Regions from separate parts of the Sparus aurata genome. Here region 1 is linked to region 2. A link is a contact called in public Hi-C data. All regions are on one chromosome and are shown on one strand. Each heading gives the region's core, a stretch centred on a gene start, on an enhancer-like site or on the middle of the called end of the contact. The rest is flanking DNA. Distances are from core to core; before and after follow the strand shown. Region 1 holds the start of jagn1a (jagunal homolog 1a). Region 2 holds the start of LOC115588248.

Evidence for each region. A called contact is a pair of places that touch in the nucleus more often than the background predicts.
Region 1: a Hi-C map of an unstated tissue shows a contact between it and region 2, with 2.6 times the contacts expected there. The contact joins the promoter of jagn1a here to the promoter of LOC115588248 in region 2. A contact is called at or near these places in 2 of 2 Hi-C or Micro-C datasets (skeletal muscle and an unstated tissue).

Annotation. Positions count from the first base shown.
Region 1 is chr9:13,439,402-13,444,458 of fSpaAur1.1, reverse strand. It overlaps jagn1a (jagunal homolog 1a), which reads left to right and starts at 3,571. Exons shown (of 3, transcript XM_030428085.1): 1 at 3,571-3,726; 2 at 4,180-4,280; 3 at 4,402-5,057. The coding sequence starts at 4,192. The coding sequence ends at 4,864. It overlaps col8a1a (collagen, type VIII, alpha 1a), which reads left to right. Exons shown (of 3, transcript XM_030427322.1): 3 at 1-3,218. The coding sequence ends at 1,360.
Region 2 is chr9:13,303,763-13,308,859 of fSpaAur1.1, reverse strand. It overlaps LOC115588248, which reads right to left and starts at 2,133. Exons shown (of 23, transcript XM_030428700.1): 1 at 1,928-2,133; 2 at 1,207-1,295; 3 at 186-251; 4 at 1-75. The coding sequence starts at 1,263. It overlaps LOC115587489 (a long non-coding RNA gene), which reads right to left. Exons shown (of 3, transcript XR_003985061.1): 3 at 4,041-4,736.

The DNA.
Region 1 (5,057 bases), core at 2,322-4,821, 130 kb before region 2:
GCAAGGACCACCTGGGCTACCTGGTGAAGGAGGACAGCCTGGTCCTCCAGGTGTACCTGGTCAAGGGAAGCCAGGCCAAAATGGCCTGCCAGGACAGCCAGGCATGCCAGGTGGGAAAGGTCATCCCGGACCACCAGGTTTGCCAGGAAAGCCCGGGTTACCTGGATTTGGTAAACCAGGAATGTTAGGACCAAAGGGTGATAAAGGTATGGGTGGGCCACCTGGATCTCCAGGACCAAAGGGAGATAAAGGCCATGGAGGACTACCTGGTATGCTTGGTCCCCCTGGACCAAATGGTACACCTGGTTCTCCAGGTCCTATGGGACCCCCAGGAGGTCTAGGTGCACCTGGTCTTAAAGGAGACTGTGGAGAAGGAGGACCTAAAGGACTTCCTGGTGCTAAGGGTGACCCAGGTCCTTCTGGGTTACCTGGCAAGGATGGTCTGCCTGGAGAGATTGGAGAGCCAGGACCAAGAGGTCCACCAGGGCCAATTGGTGCCAAAGGAGATGGTGGGCACAAAGGTCTGTCTGGTACCCCCGGTCCTCCTGGACTTCCTGGGCCAAAGGGACAAGGTGGACTACCTGGTGAGTTAGGACCTCAAGGACCTAAAGGAATCCCTGGAATGGATGGTGCAGCAGGACCAATTGGGCCTCCTGGTCTTCCAGGGCCAAAAGGAGATCGTGGTCAACCTGGTTCACCAGGCATTGCAGGTGAAGGGATTCCAGGTCTTATTGGTCCCACTGGACCACCAGGGAAAGACGGCCAAGCAGGACCCAGTGGACAACCAGGTCAGCCCGGACCTCCTGGACCACCAGGCCCACCAGGAGAAACTGGTCTGTCTCCTGACATGGCTGGAGTGCTCTCTCAGATGGGCCCTGGATTAGATGGTGTTAAGGCTGGTGCTTATGGTAAGAAGGGCAAGTTTGGAGGCAATGGGGCAGAAGTGATGGGTGCCAGTGGGTTGGAAATGCCAGCATTCACAGCTGTAGTAACAACTCCCTTTCCACCTGTGGGCACTCCAGTCGTCTTTGACAAGCTTTTGTACAATGGTCGCCAAAACTACAACCCCGAGACAGGAATATTCACTTGTGACATGCCTGGCATTTATTATTTTGCCTACCACTTTCATTGCAAAGGAGCTAATGTGTGGGTGGCTTTGATGAGGAACAATGAGCCAGTGATGTATACATATGATGAATACAAAAAGGGTTTCCTAGATCAAGCATCAGGGAGTGCAGTATTACCTCTCCAAACTGGAGACACTGTGTATGTTCAGCTGCCCTCGGATCAGGCTGCAGGACTTTATGCTGGGCAGTATGTGCACTCCTCCTTTTCCGGGTATTTGTTATATCCGATGTAAAACTACAACTCCAGGGATAGAGAGGTTTCAGTGACAACAAAGTGGTAGCATATTATTTTATAATATAAAACATGATCATAAGTCACCTTAGACTGAGCAGTATTAGCAATGTGAAGTCAACCAACTCTTGATCTTGTCAGCACAGCTGACAGGACAAGATAAAATATCTTAAGGAAAATAAGGAGTATCACAGTCTGTATATACAGCAGCTTTTGGGGTACAACCTGAAATTGGAGCAAAGATGTTTTCTTTTACAGCTTTGAAGATATAAAAGAATGTATAAAAAGACATTCAAAGAAAACTTTAAGGATGGCTGTCAATGTGCTTTTGAACACAAGAGTGCCAAAAACCCAAAATAGTGCAACTTGTTATTAAGTAGAAACATAAGAAGGGAAAATGTGAAGTGTATGCAAAAAGATTAAACAAACAACACATTTAATAAAACTGTTCCACAAGTGTCAATTCCATACCTCTTAAAAACTGGCAGCTACCCCATGTAGTGAAAAATGTGAGCACATGAAGACTTATTCAACTTAGTAGGAAATCTATTTGCATGTGTACCTTTGTATGAATACAGTTTTTGTCTCTGTATTATGATGACAAGCATGTAAAATGCCTCTTGAGAATGAAATTGCAAAGTATGCATCTCAGCAGTTTATACATGTTTTAAAGGTAAACATACTTCTGGTCATGTAACCTGCAAAATGCTGAGATTGTGGAAAAGGTAACTTGTAAATGGTGCAAGTCTCACCAACATAAGAATTAAGTTTCCTAAATAGAGTTTGGGGTCAGCCTAAATGACTTCCACTTCAGATGTGCGAAGACTTTACACATACGAGGGACGACTTGTATCGGTGGTGACCTATTAATGGCAATTATTGTGCTCACTTATAGGAGCACCAAAGACATTAAATCAAAATTAAATTATAACATGCATGATGTATTTTGCTAACTGACAATTGCTCCCATGAGTGAGAGTCAACGAGTGAGAATGTAATATGAATTTTGTGTTTAAATGCTTGTCAGTTTATGGGTGTAGTAGAAACACTTTTTGTGCAAAAATACAAAGGTCAAACACACACCACATTGCCCTGAATGATGAAAACCACTCCATAAACAATATTAAACACAACACCACAGTATAAATAAAGGTCAGCACTATGCAGCATCACTGTAACACTAACTCAACCCCAGAATATTACAGGTGCGAGTTAAATCTGGCAAATATCAGGAAGCCCAGACCCTGTCTGTGAACATTTGCAGTTCACAGTTTTAAGACTCAAAGGGGATTGAGCAGTGTTCTAGTGAATCCTGCTGTTGGAAGTCAAACCAATTGGTAAAATGTATTCTTACTCAGTGTTTTTTACTTAAAATTCAACCGATTATACTCTGTTACTGTTTTGCAAGCCTTATCCATTTGGGAAACAATTTTTATGGATTTTATTGAAATGAAACACTTGTTGGATTTGTAATCCAGTCGCTCTGATGTGATTTGTTTAAAAGTTAGAAAACCAAAGTAAGTTCTGCAGCTTCCTGGGTGTGCTGAATGTCTCCATGTCAGGTTTGCAGTGTATAAGAAATACATTTGGATTTTGAATGTCGCAGCAATTCATAACAACAGTTATGTCAGTAATTTATTATTTTATCCGCTGAACATGTACATGCAATGGAAAAAATCATTATAGTATCATATTATAAATTATATAGTATGAACATTTTTAAAGGACAATTCATGTGTATTTCTCCTTTTAACCACGGTGCTAATACTGTTGTTGTAACCAAAGATTTTATGTCTGAAAGTTTCCTGTTTGTTATTATTGTCCATGTTGTTTTTTTCTAAATAAAAATAGTTTAATAAGAAAAAAAAAAAAGAGTGTTGTTCACATCTCTGTTTGTAAGCTCACAGAAAGCAAATCAAACCTATGAGACAGAGGCCGGTACATCAGTTGAAAACTACCTGGTTAAATTAATTGTGTGGGCTCATCTATGGAGAAATGTAAATCTGATTACCGAAAAATGTCGTTACCTGCTAGGTTGACGATGACATGCCATGGATATGAACCAACACTGATCAGGTAAGACAGTGGATGCTTAGTTATCTTTGGTGCAGCTTTTAGTGAGAATGTGTCTGGGGGAAAAATGCCCTCTGGCGTGATGAAAGGGTCATTTCCGGTTCAAACCATGAATGGGGGTCATGGCTCCAGCTGGCAGTCTGCTGTGAGGAGAGATGTGGATGCTGCGGAAGGAGAGCTTTCTAGTGAGATTGTGCGCATGCGCACAGCTGCTTACAACATCCATCTGTCACATCTTTTGTTAGTACAAATTCAAACAAGCAGCTCAGTCAAACGTCACGGAAATACGCAACGGTAAGCATTGTTAGCGACTGAATTTTAACGTTGTGTATGAACACCGCTTGGCGTTGTGTGTTCTCTGCTGAAATTGCTAATGATAAAAACGACGCCAGCCCCAACAGACAGTACGTATCTCAGTAAAGGTAGTGCTGAATTAGGTTAAATAGCAGCAGAAGCTAACAGGCTAGCCTGCTTTAAATCGGTTAGCAGCTCATTTCGTCTTCCTAAAATGAGTCATTTTCAAAATAAACAGCTGTTTATTGCGGTTGATTTCCTGACAATGTGTTCCTTTTCATGTTCTTCCTCTCCTCTGATAGCTACATCAGGAATTTAGGAAATTGTTGCTGCACTTTTCCCTGTATCTGCACATATTACTGACCAAACGATTGAATCAGTAAATTAATAATTGCAGTCGTTGTTCTGTCAAGTGTTGGCTTGTGAAATGTGATGTGTCTCTTGTGTAAATAGGTTTCCCTCATCATGACATCACGTGTGGGCCCTAGAGCTGCTGGCACCAATGGAAGTGACTTCAAACACAGAGAGAGGATAGCGCCACAATACCAAATGAGGCAAGTGCCCTATATATGTTTCTGAAGACTACTGGTCACTAAATACAAATGTAACCTCAAAACACCAAGAACATCGAAAAGGGTCATTAATACACCTCGTTATCTGTTATTGGTTTTGCAGTGCTTCCCTAAAGTCAGAGGTACGGAAGTTAAACCTGGTCCATCTTCTCATCTGGCTGCTGGTGGCGGCACAAGTGACTGTCAGCCAATTCGAGCTGGTGTCACATGACACAGTGTCCATGCCATACCAGTGGGAGTACCCCTACTTGCTCAGCCTGCTCCCTCTGCTCTGCAGCAGCCTGTCTCTTCCAAAGAACAATATCAGTTACCTGGTCATATCCATGATCAGCGCAGGGTTGTTCTCCATAGCACCCCTCATATATGGTGGAATGGAGATGTTTCCTCTAGCGCAGCAACTCTACCGCCAAGGAAAGGCCTACCGCTTCATTTTCGGCTTCTCTGCAGTGACTGTTATGTACCTCATCATGGTGGTTGCTGTTCAGGTGCATGCATGGCAGTTATATTACATGAAGAAGCTGTTAGATTCGTGGTTTAACACCACTCAGGAGAAGAAGAAGAAATAATGGAGTGACCAAAGCTGTGACTGGGCAAAACTGTGGGGGTTTTTTTTCTTAATGTGTGCATACAGTTATGAGTCTTCATGTCAAGTTATCGTTATTACAGATATTATCATGTAACATTATATTAGACAACAGTGTAGAATAGAGTAAAATGTACAATTTATGCAGGAACCCGGATTTTTTTTGTCACCTTTAT
Region 2 (5,097 bases), core at 884-3,383:
AAATAGCATGGATCCATTTTTACGCGGTGAATCAGAATGTCTGCGTTTGCGACCTGCAAATTCCTTCCAGGAAACCTGTTTAAAGGAGGAAAACAATGTGAGTCTCAAGATAAGTCCAGAATAGCCATGTTATCAGCATAACATGTGTTCAAGTGGTCGGACAGAGAGCAAAGATATGGTTGTACCTGTCCCTCAAGCTTCTCACACTGTGATGAAAGACATGTCATGGGGATTCTGAATGGGCTTTCCATCTAAAATTAACAGGCCGGTTAGTTACCATGCATGTAAAATGAGTGACATGCAACAGCAAGAAAATTGAGAATGTTCTCCTCAGATGTGCAAGCATAGCAAGTACAAATAGGCAAATCAAGTGACTGTGGAGTGCAGTGCATCAAGGCAATGTTTCTTTGTTCATCAAAGTATTTGTCTCCATTTGTATTTCTGCTGATTTGCAAAATTACAGATCTGTAAATTGCATTTGGAAATAAAAATTCACTGCCACACTGTTTATACTGACATGTACATTTTGTACAATATCATGTTTATATGTATATACAAGTCTATTCTATTTCTTACCTTTTTATTGTTTATTTTGTACTATTGTTATTGTTTTTATGTAATATTCCGTCCTTTGGCTGCACATTTCCCCATTTGTGGGACAATAAAGGAACACTAATTCTGTTTTTCTGAATTATGTGATTTTGGACTAGTAAAACAGTGATACAATTTGAGCCATGAGTTATGTGTTCAGTTGCATCCAAAGTAGCTGAAAATATAGCCAGATAATTGATTTTGTCAATCAGCAGGTAATAAATCTGCCACTGTTTTGGTAGATCTGTCTTAATAAGTCATTTTTCAGACAAAGAAATTGACATTCTCTGACTGGATTGCAAAAATTCACTGCTTTCTCTGTGTTCTATGACCGTACATTCACCTTTAACAACAGGAAAGTGTGCTTGCTGGTAAAGAGAATTTGGCAATGTGGTGTTTGCAAGAGAAATGACAGAGTAAAGCCATTAGACAAAATCACGTTGAGTTTCCTATTAGCAGGTTGTGCGCACTCTTTATGATGGCAGCAATAATGTAAGCGTCACTACAGTATCTTGCTAGAATGAGAAGCAACCAAGCAGACTGCTCACTAGAAGCGCACACGTTAAAAAGCATGTCATGCAAACTGGGTATTTCTAAAACATGTGCCATACATACCAATGTATCATTGTCTACAGTAAATGGGATAGTTAAGGCTTTTTTTCGTTCCATCATGGTCCACGCTTTAGTAAGGCACAGCAAGAACACTGCAAGAAACACATACAGGAAATTACAACAGCTTGCCTCTATCAATTCAAGTGAATCCTGTAGGACAAGGTTGTCATACAGAAATGATACACTCTCCAAGCAATAACTAAGGTATGCTAATCTGCTAAGAAAACATGACACAATCCACTTAAATTGACAGTGTTCTGTTGGAAGACACATAGTGTGAATTAAATGCCAACAATGTCATGACCAACAAAATTTACAAGCTGTACTATAACAACAGCGACTGATCCCTAACACAGATGATGTGCACTCTTGAAGAGATGGAAACATGAGGGTAAACTAGCGGGGTGGCAACCTGCCTGCTCTCTATTTAATTCCTAAAGACACGGAGAGATTCTTGATTGAGAGATAGCGTTAAAACCCTGAATGCCTCCTCTGAAGGTGTTTATGTTGCACAGAGACCTATAAAAACAAACCCCCCGTGTTGTAGTCCTTTAATGCACACACCCGCAACAACCACATGTTTGCACTCAAAGTGGATTTTTTCTAAGTACCTGGTCACAAAGAAAACCTCATCAAGCTGTCGATGGCGTCGGCCGACTGACCCAGCAACGCCAATGCTACTTTGTGCAAAGAGCTAGCTAAACGTAGGAGAGTTACAGCTTACCTCAGGCCAGCGCGTCACCTGATGCTAACAGAGAATTTATTGAGAATGTAGACACCTATTTTCCCTCCGGCGTTTCCACCAGCACCTTGCAAACATAACAGGTGCACATTCTGCTGAGTTTTACACTGTTGCTAACATTATTTACCAGGCGCTTCAATATTTTGACCAACTTCCGGCGCACACCGGAAGTGCACCAAGAAAAAAGAGCGAGAGGCACAAGTGATTAAAGTTAGTTCCCCCTGAGCAGCAGCGTGGGGCTGAGGGGTGGGGTGTGCAATGTGAATTACCATTATGACATTGGATAGGAAGATGGCAGAAATAGATTATAAATCACAATACGAAGGGACCAAATTCCCAGAGGAGAAAAATCACGACAGGCTTTTTGACATGTAATAGCAGAAAAAAGGGGCATTTAATAACTGCTGGCTGTATTCTGCTAAGAATTATGCATGCTGGGTGAGCATCATAGCTTACTGGAGCACGAACAGGATAAGTTCTCACAAAAAATTTAATTCAGTCATTATCTATTCACCCTCATGTCGATGTGAATTTCTGTGTCCTATAAACTTTTCTGGAGCTTCATGGCAAAACAGCATTGCAGCATTCTCCTTAACAACTTAAGTAGATGGGGACTTGTTTTAAACGTATACATGAAAATTATCCAATGATCTTGAAGCCCCAAACTTTATTTGAAAAGAAATTAGCCTATTTACATCTTGAACATCCACTTCAAACAGACTCCACTTTTCACCTTCCAGTGTGCACTATGTCGAGCTGATGTCTGCTTTGAAAAAGGCCTGATGTGAGGATGTGCCAGTTAAGTCCTTCACTAGGCCTTCACTCTAGACTGATATCTTGACAAATATAGGATGGGTTGTCATGAAGTTTATGATAGTGACATTCATAGTAAATCCCCAGAAGATTAATCCTGGGCTTGGTGAGCCCCTTATGTATCCTTTTGCACCACCCTGCTGGAAAAACCAGCATAGACCAGCAGGTTTTTTTCCAGCAGGGCACTAGCAGGTCTACTTTCAAATTGTTGTTTGTTCACAGAGACCAAGACATCCCAGCTTTAGCCTAGCCTTTGCTTTTTGTTAACCTGGTAACTTTCATTTTTGAACTACTATTAAATGGCTCCTGATATTTGTAGTGTTTTGTCCACTGTGCTTTATGGGAAGTTGGAGTCAGCAGGGGCATCAGAACCGGTTTAACCAGCCATGCCATGTTTCTAGTGTTAGCAAAGTGCATAAGCACTACACTACAACAGTCAACATGTTCACACTTCCTTTTTTAATATGACCTTTTTTTTAAGGAATACAATTTAACTTGTAATAGCAGGAAGAGCACAGGTGTATTTAATAATCAGATAGCTGTCATCATTTACATTTCGAGTTATGCCTGTGCTGCAACTCAAAATGTCATCACAAAGGTCTCTGAATACTTTTTGCTAAAAACACAAGGTTTAATTTCTTCATCAATGTTGTGGAATTTCGTCTTACTTAACCATTCAGGAGAGATGAAGAAGACTCAGACACACCGATGGTTTACGTTGAGGTAGTTTATAAAACAAGATCTCGGAGGAGCAACATAACATCACGTCTGTCTGCACAGAGTGTTGCCATGATAATCCTCCCAAGTCTTCCCCAATGTCCAAATGATATATTACAGCTTCAGGAGGCAGTGCTCCCATACATCGTTATCTGTGTAACAACATAGCAAGGGGGGTGATGCAGAATCTCTCCCCTCTAGCCAGAGGACTAAGAGGTATAATAGGTCAGAGACATTTAGTATGCTAGTAGATAGATCGAAGGCCTCCTTATGAGGTTTACGCAAACAGTTAGCCTAGCTGTGGCTTGGTTCGTCAGACATCTGTTCTGTAGACATATCTACATTAGCTCTGAGTATCTAGGTTGCAGAGACCATGAGAAGATTGCTCGTAGAGCAGTCATCAGTATCATTATCCAGACTTTAATGTCTGTACAAGACACGTATGACCTCCTATTGTTTGGAGATATCATGTCCCGGAAGAATTATATTTCTTCCACAATAGTCAATTCAGTCAGCCTAAAAAGTATTGCAAGTATACTATATGCAAATAAACAAACATCACTTGTTGAGCTTTTTTTTCTTTTAATTTATTTATTCAGCAGCAGAAACATCAGGCCTGCTCAGCCCCTGGACAGAGGTTGGTGAGTTGGCCTTCAAACACTGCAGTACATAAATACAGGCCCTTTTCACAGAAAATGTAATGTTGACTAACCAAATGCATATAATAACATGAATGTCTCCATTACATCCAGGTACCTGTAATATTGTGTGTAACTCTCAATGGGAGAGAGTCATCATTAATTAGCTCTACCGCATTTGTCCTTTGGTAAGTCAAAACATCTGCTGTGAAAAAGGCCTCAATGTGCATCATTGGGAGCTGGACTTTTATCACTGACTTCAGCATGGACACTGGACAGCAGTGGAGTGTTGTTCTTTGTATTGTCCATGAATGTACAGTTTTTGCTTATTGAAAAAATGAAAGCTGACCATTGTATGTATTCTGTATATACATGGAATCATCAAAGTGTTTTATTGTACCCTTAATGCTAAAGTACAGAGATGTCAAATTATGTTTTCCCCTTAAGGTGTCAACAGTCCAGTGTCCAGCGTGATCTTTAACGTCAGGAGGAGCCACATTTCTGCGCAGCTCTCTCTGAGGACGTCCCCGAGCCCGCTGCTCCACTAACACCATCATCCGGTCCGGAGATCAGTGCCGCCACCGGGGCGTTTCCTCTTGACTCATGTCCCGCTCTCATTTCAGCTAAGCAGAAAAGGAACAACCATGTGAGTCACAGACATGTGCATTATAATGCTCTTCCATAAGCCTACATGCACACTCTTTCCCTACCTCTAATACCACTAATCTCATGGGCATGCAGCATGACATAATGGTGAGATAAATTAGGGACAATGTCTGAGCAGGTTACTGTGCAAAAAGGTTTAATTTATCAAGAAAAGTCAGATTTTGATCATATGAAAGAAAAGAGAGATTCATCAAACACTTGCATTAAGTAACATGGGGCACAGTTTAATAAAAGCCTGCTGTTCTCTGAAGACGAACCAGTCAGCTGACCATCCTGCAAAAGCTAAAATACCTGCAGGGATCATACAGTTTAAGTAAA